Regions from separate parts of the Capsicum annuum genome. Here region 2 is linked to region 1. The links are chromatin contacts, called in public Hi-C maps. All regions are on one chromosome and are shown on one strand. The core of a region is the stretch at or near the end of the contact, and the rest is flanking DNA. Distances in the headings are between cores, read along the strand shown. Region 1 holds the start of LOC107854756 (kinesin-like protein KIN-14Q). Region 2 has its middle 24 kb from the start of LOC124887429.

Region 1 (2,917 bases), core at 21-2,520:
TAGAAAATTAAGCATCCATCGATCTAGACATGCAACCGAATTAAGTTAGATAAGTATCAATCATATTTATAGAAGTATTTCCTTAATAGAGTCCTATTTTAGGAATATTATTCTATCCTATTTTGGGAGTATTTTTCTAATTGATCAGTACAAAGAAAAATATTAATTGATTCTACTTTCATATATTTTAGGAGTTTCATATATTTTAGGAGTCTAGTTAATATAATAAAAATAATTAAATAATAAATTAAAAAAAAAATGAAAAGACAGTTTTGTCTAAAGGAGAGTCTTTTAATGAAGGACAAAAAGCTCAAATCACTTTTCTAAGGGTCTTCAAACTTTTAATATATTATAGTTATATATGTATGTATGTATAAAATATATATTAAAAATTGTATAGAATGTATAAAGAAATTTATAATTGATGTATAAAATATATATCCGAATAATAATTGCAGCTAAAGGTTGTATAGAATGTGTATAAAAATTGTATAAAATTTTTAACTAAAAAATCTGCTTTTTTATTTAAAAGAAATAATAATTATATATAATTTGATAAAAATGTATAATTATTAAATATAATATAAGATATTATGGAACCTGTACAAAATGTGTTAAAAATATCAATTAAATACAATTATATAAAAAAGTTATAATTATTGTAAAGAATCTGTACCTATATGTGATATATGTATAGAAATTGTATAGTTATATTAAATATGTATATGTATAAAATATAGATAAAAAATGTATAGAATGCATACAGAAATTATATAGTTATTGTATAAAATACGTATGAATAGAATGTGTATAGAAACTATGTAGTTGTTGTATAAAATACGTATCTGAATAATTATTGTAGCCAAAGATCGTATAAAATGTGTATAAAAAATGAATAATTGTTGTAGAGAATGTATAAAACAATCGTATAAGTATTGTATAGAATATATATTTTTTATATATATGATCTGTATAGAATTTGTATCATTGTTGTATAGAATATGTATATGTATAGGATGTATATAAACTGTATAAATATGGTATATAATTTATATCTAAAAATTATTGTAGTTAAACATTGTATAGGATGTGATATAAACTATACAATTATTTAATTACGATATTATAAATTTGTATTTATAAAAACTATAAAATTTTATTTGGTTACGATATTATAAATTTGTATTTAATTATTTTATTGATAGAATTAAAAAATAAATATAAATATCAATTTTTTAGAATAAAAATGAGCAAACCCAAAAAAAAAACAGGGGGAAAAGAAGAAAACACAACAAGCAGAAAAATTAATAATAATAGTGGAGTAACAAGAAAAATCAAATAAAATAGAAGGAAAATTTAGAAGGAAAATTTAGCAAATGATCAGTGATCCAAAATAATAGAGAACAATTTTTTAAAAAAATTAATAGGTAGCAATTTTTTTTCTTTTTAGAAAAGGATAGCAGTGGTCCAAAAGGAGTCAACGGCCTAATTAGCCAATAAAATGACTAGATTTTGGAATTTTGAAACATTAACCATTTTCGTGTCATTTGTTTTTGCCGAGTCGCCATTTATGAATTTTACCCTTTTTTGTTTAGGTAAAAGTTATGTATCTAGAGTTTTTAAAGAAAGAGAATATAAATAAGTGATTTTTATAATTCTTATTAATTGAAGAATTTTTTTAATAATTTAAATATCTTAAATTATGGTTTTGTGAAATTTTTCCCATAGATTGTGTAACAAGATGCAAGGTAAACAGAATCCTAAAGGCGGCCCAATTGAAAATTCGTATGTTTAACATTTTATTTTGGCCCGGTCTCTTATTTTCAAATTTCAAAAGAAGAGCAACGTTCGTCTTTCATCATAACACTGGAAACGGAGAAATTACCGGCCTTTGAAATGGAACTTTCTTTTTCTTGAATCCCTTTTTACCCTTTTTGCCTTTGAAATCTGCAGTGTATTTGATTACCCCCACTACACTTTTTTCATTTCAAAACTCTCTGCCCACTTTATCAATGGATGTTGATGAGTGGCATGATCCACTTCTTATTACTGATGCTTCTTCTTCTTCCCAACAACAACTATCAATTAGCTCCTACAATTACTGTAAGATATTTGATTTCGGGTATATACAAATTATGTCAATTGTTACATTGAGTTGTAGCTTATTATTATTATTATTATTATTATTATTATTATTATTATTATTATTGTGTTACTATTGTATTTTGGCAGACCCCTTTTTGTCGTCGCGTGATTTAGGAAATACATTGATGGAAGAAGATTCTGATTGTTCTAGCCCAATCAAGAGTCAAGGTAATTATGCACCCCTTTTTGTAGTACACTCATTCGTAGAGCAATTCTTGAAAATGAGAAGATTTTCTTGAAAAGGGGTTTTACAAGATGTTGAATTGAGGGTATTTATCACCCCTTTTGCATTACACTCAGTTTTAGAGCAATTCTTGAAAAAAAGGGTTTTCAAGATTTTGAATTGAGGGTAATAAAGCACCTCCTTTTTTTGCATTATACTCATTTTTAGACGCAGTAGAGCAATTCTTGAAAATGGGGATTTTTGTTTTTGATTGATTGTGTTTTATGTGTATTGATTTGTTTCCTGGAAGGGTGTAATGCTGAAAATTTCAAGAATCCAATTGCAGAAAATGTGATTATTGGTGGGAAAATTGTTAAAGATTTAAATTTTTTTTCTCTGTTTGTCTTAGGTTGTTCCAACATTTTGAGTTGAGGGTAATTATGCAACCCTCAATTGAGTTGTGTCTTTCGGAGACAACCTCTCTACCTTATAGAGGTAGTGGTAAGGTCTGTGTACACTTTAGCCTCTGTATACCCCACTTTGTGGGAATCCACGGGGAATGTTGTTGTTGTTGTTGGTAACTGTGCAACCCTGTTTTGAATTACATTC
Region 2 (2,724 bases), core at 69-2,568, 41 kb before region 1:
AACTCGTTTTTGCGAGTTTGACTCCTGTATTTGGTTATAATCTTGCAGGCTTGAAGCATCGACTGAAAGTGAACCTTTGGCTAATGCTGCTTGAGATGAATAACTGAAATTACGATCGTGAGAGAACTCCCTAAGACACTGTACTTTCTAGTTTTTGATCTTCTGATTATAGTCTTCATGATGGCACTGCAGAACGGAGTCCATAAGCTAGCTAACCCTGAGGAGGTTCTGTATTACATTTTTGAATTTTCATAGTCAATAATGTAAGAGAATAAGGCCTTGATTGATCTAGCGTTTTGGTCTAGTGGTAAGACAGCAACACATAATGGTGGGTTAGGTTCATGTCATGGATTCGAACCCTGCCTCTGACAAAAGCCTGATAATTAAATTGAGAAGAGTAGAGAGGGACAGTATCCACCGAGTTCCAAACTGCTGCCTCTAGCCATTCTCTGTCATCAAAAAGAAAGGAAAGAAAGGAAAAATAATGTATTTATTGCATTATTCTGTTTGTTTGGTCAGACATTATTCTAAAATGCATGTTAATTTATAATCTCATGTGTCAAATGAAGTCCTTGTCTGTATTGATCAGCGGCTGCCCCCGGTTAAATTTCTTTAAGAAATATCAATATAAATTTCCTAACATGTATGTTTAGGAAAAAGAAACTAATGAGGTTAAATAAAAATTAGTAACCTTTTAATTTTTTTTGTATGATTTAATATTAAAAAAATAATTAAGCTAAATAAGATGAAGAGTATTTTTGTAAACAAACTATCTATTCTTAGAAAGAAAGCAATGCATATTATTTTGAATGCCACAAACCAAACAACCACTAAAAAGTAATACCAAGATAAGTAATCCCAATACAACTAACCATAGCATAACTAATCCCAAACGTAACTTGTTTCCCAACCAAACGACCTCGAAGTGGCTGAAAATCCCCAGCAGAAGCAAACAGTGCATGGTGACTTCATCTCATCTATATAAGCTTTGTTGGGTATAAGTACACCGTATTTGTTCTCATGGGTGATAGTATCTGGTGGAATAGTCAAAATGCAAATCTGACTCGAACAGCGCTATCATTATATATATATGAAGAGCAATGTACTAGATGTATCAATGTGCCCCTTACTTATACATGGAAAGGAACAATAAAGGTGGTTACCTTAACAGGTGGAGTGGCAGTAGCCCTTACAACGAATGAAGCCTTCTTGATTGGTTGAAAATGTCTTGCTCCTAGAATTTGTCTGGCAGCCTCTGCTGAGGAGGTAATAGATGAAGAAGATATCAATGCCTGTGTTGCCATTTTATTCGTAAACCCAAAAAAATTTTTTTGAAGAATAAATACAGTTTTCCAAGAGAAGTACTGTGGCAAATAAGGGACAAATTATAGGCCACCAAAGTGTGGTGTGGGGCTAGTGGAGAACAGAGAAATTGTGGTGGTCATAAGAAATCCTGAATTCTCAGATAAAGTATAGGATTATATTGTCAAATGAAAAGTGCACGGCATTATTACTTGTATAAAGATGTAACACCCTGAATTTCGGGATAGAACGAAAAATCGTCGTTTCTATGCGTAGATGATTCAAAAGTCATAAATTTTATGCAAATTTGGCATGTTAATCAATTATGTAGTGCGGGAACCTATTTGATCATAAATTGAGATCATAGAGGTCCCTAAACTCAAGGACGAGTTGAAAGCTTTCCTATCGTTCGAGTTTGAGTGAGTGTCGAAACTTAGGTCAGATTCAATCAACCATAACTCCTTGTATATGATAAACTGGGTGGCCTACTATATATCAAATGAAAGATCTTCGAATTATCTTTCTAAAGATACCAATTTTTCCCAAATCTCAGATCAGAAAAAAACGTTATACCCATTTTACTTCAGCATGTCTGTCTATCGACAAGTGACGACCTGAGCTGATAAGTTATCACATATGTGATGACCTATCAGCCATGTCGTCAGCCCAAGGCAGTAACTCACAAAATCAGCCTCTGAGTGATGACCTGGTATGATAATTTATCACATATGTGATGACCTATCAGCTAAGGTCGTCACCTTTAAAATTTAGCGTTTCCTAAACGGTTTTGGAGGGGTATTTTGGAATTTTCACTTCACCCCATAACTCCATAAACACTGAATTCAACCTCCATTTCACCAAAAATACACTCCTTTCTCTCAAATCCTCTCAAGAACCAAACCCTAGGGCCTCAACCTAAGATTCAAGATCCTCAAAATTTCACCATTAAATTCCAAAATTGATTCAAGAATTAGAATCCCCAAACTAAGATCTTCAAGAATCATCCATCAAAAGCACAAATAGAGTCCCAAAAGCAAGTGTTCATCCAAAATTCATAATCTAAGGTACGTAGGGTTTATCCTAAAAACTACATGGGCTTGTAAACACTAGAACGTGATTTAAAGATTATCAAGCATGAATTTAGAAAAGGGGTTTTGAAATACATGATTTTATTATACATTATGAATGTTTAATTGTACTGTTGATTTGGTCTTTAGGCCTTTTCCCCCCTTTAAATTGATTTACATGTATATGTATATGTATATGTATATGTATATGTATGAAGATTTAGATTGAAGAATGTTTGAGAGCACAACTTATGAAATCCCTCTCTTGTGATAACTTTAAGTTTATGATATTAATGTGAAGGATTTGAAATGCATGATTTATGGCTTGAAAATAGTTTACTCAAATACCATAGTA

The links. A called contact is a pair of places that touch in the nucleus more often than the background predicts.
Region 2: a Hi-C map of leaf shows a contact between it and region 1, with 1.8 times the contacts expected there. The contact joins the enhancer-like site here to the promoter of LOC107854756 in region 1. A contact is called at or near these places in 3 of 5 Hi-C or Micro-C datasets (bud, leaf and placenta).

The regions. Positions count from the first base shown.
Region 1 is chr9:184,904,885-184,907,801 of UCD10Xv1.1, reverse strand. It overlaps LOC107854756 (kinesin-like protein KIN-14Q), which reads left to right and starts at 1,270. Exons shown (of 18, transcript XM_016699757.2): 1 at 1,270-2,103; 2 at 2,233-2,313. The coding sequence starts at 2,013.
Region 2 is chr9:184,946,390-184,949,113 of UCD10Xv1.1, reverse strand. It overlaps LOC107840873. Among protein-coding and RNA genes, the nearest start is that of LOC124887429, 24 kb to the left of the region's middle. Within about 2 kb of position 1,318, at least 1 of the 5 cell types and tissues checked has an H3K27ac peak or open chromatin away from gene starts, as enhancers often do. A contact at or near this core is called in leaf, where this site is marked.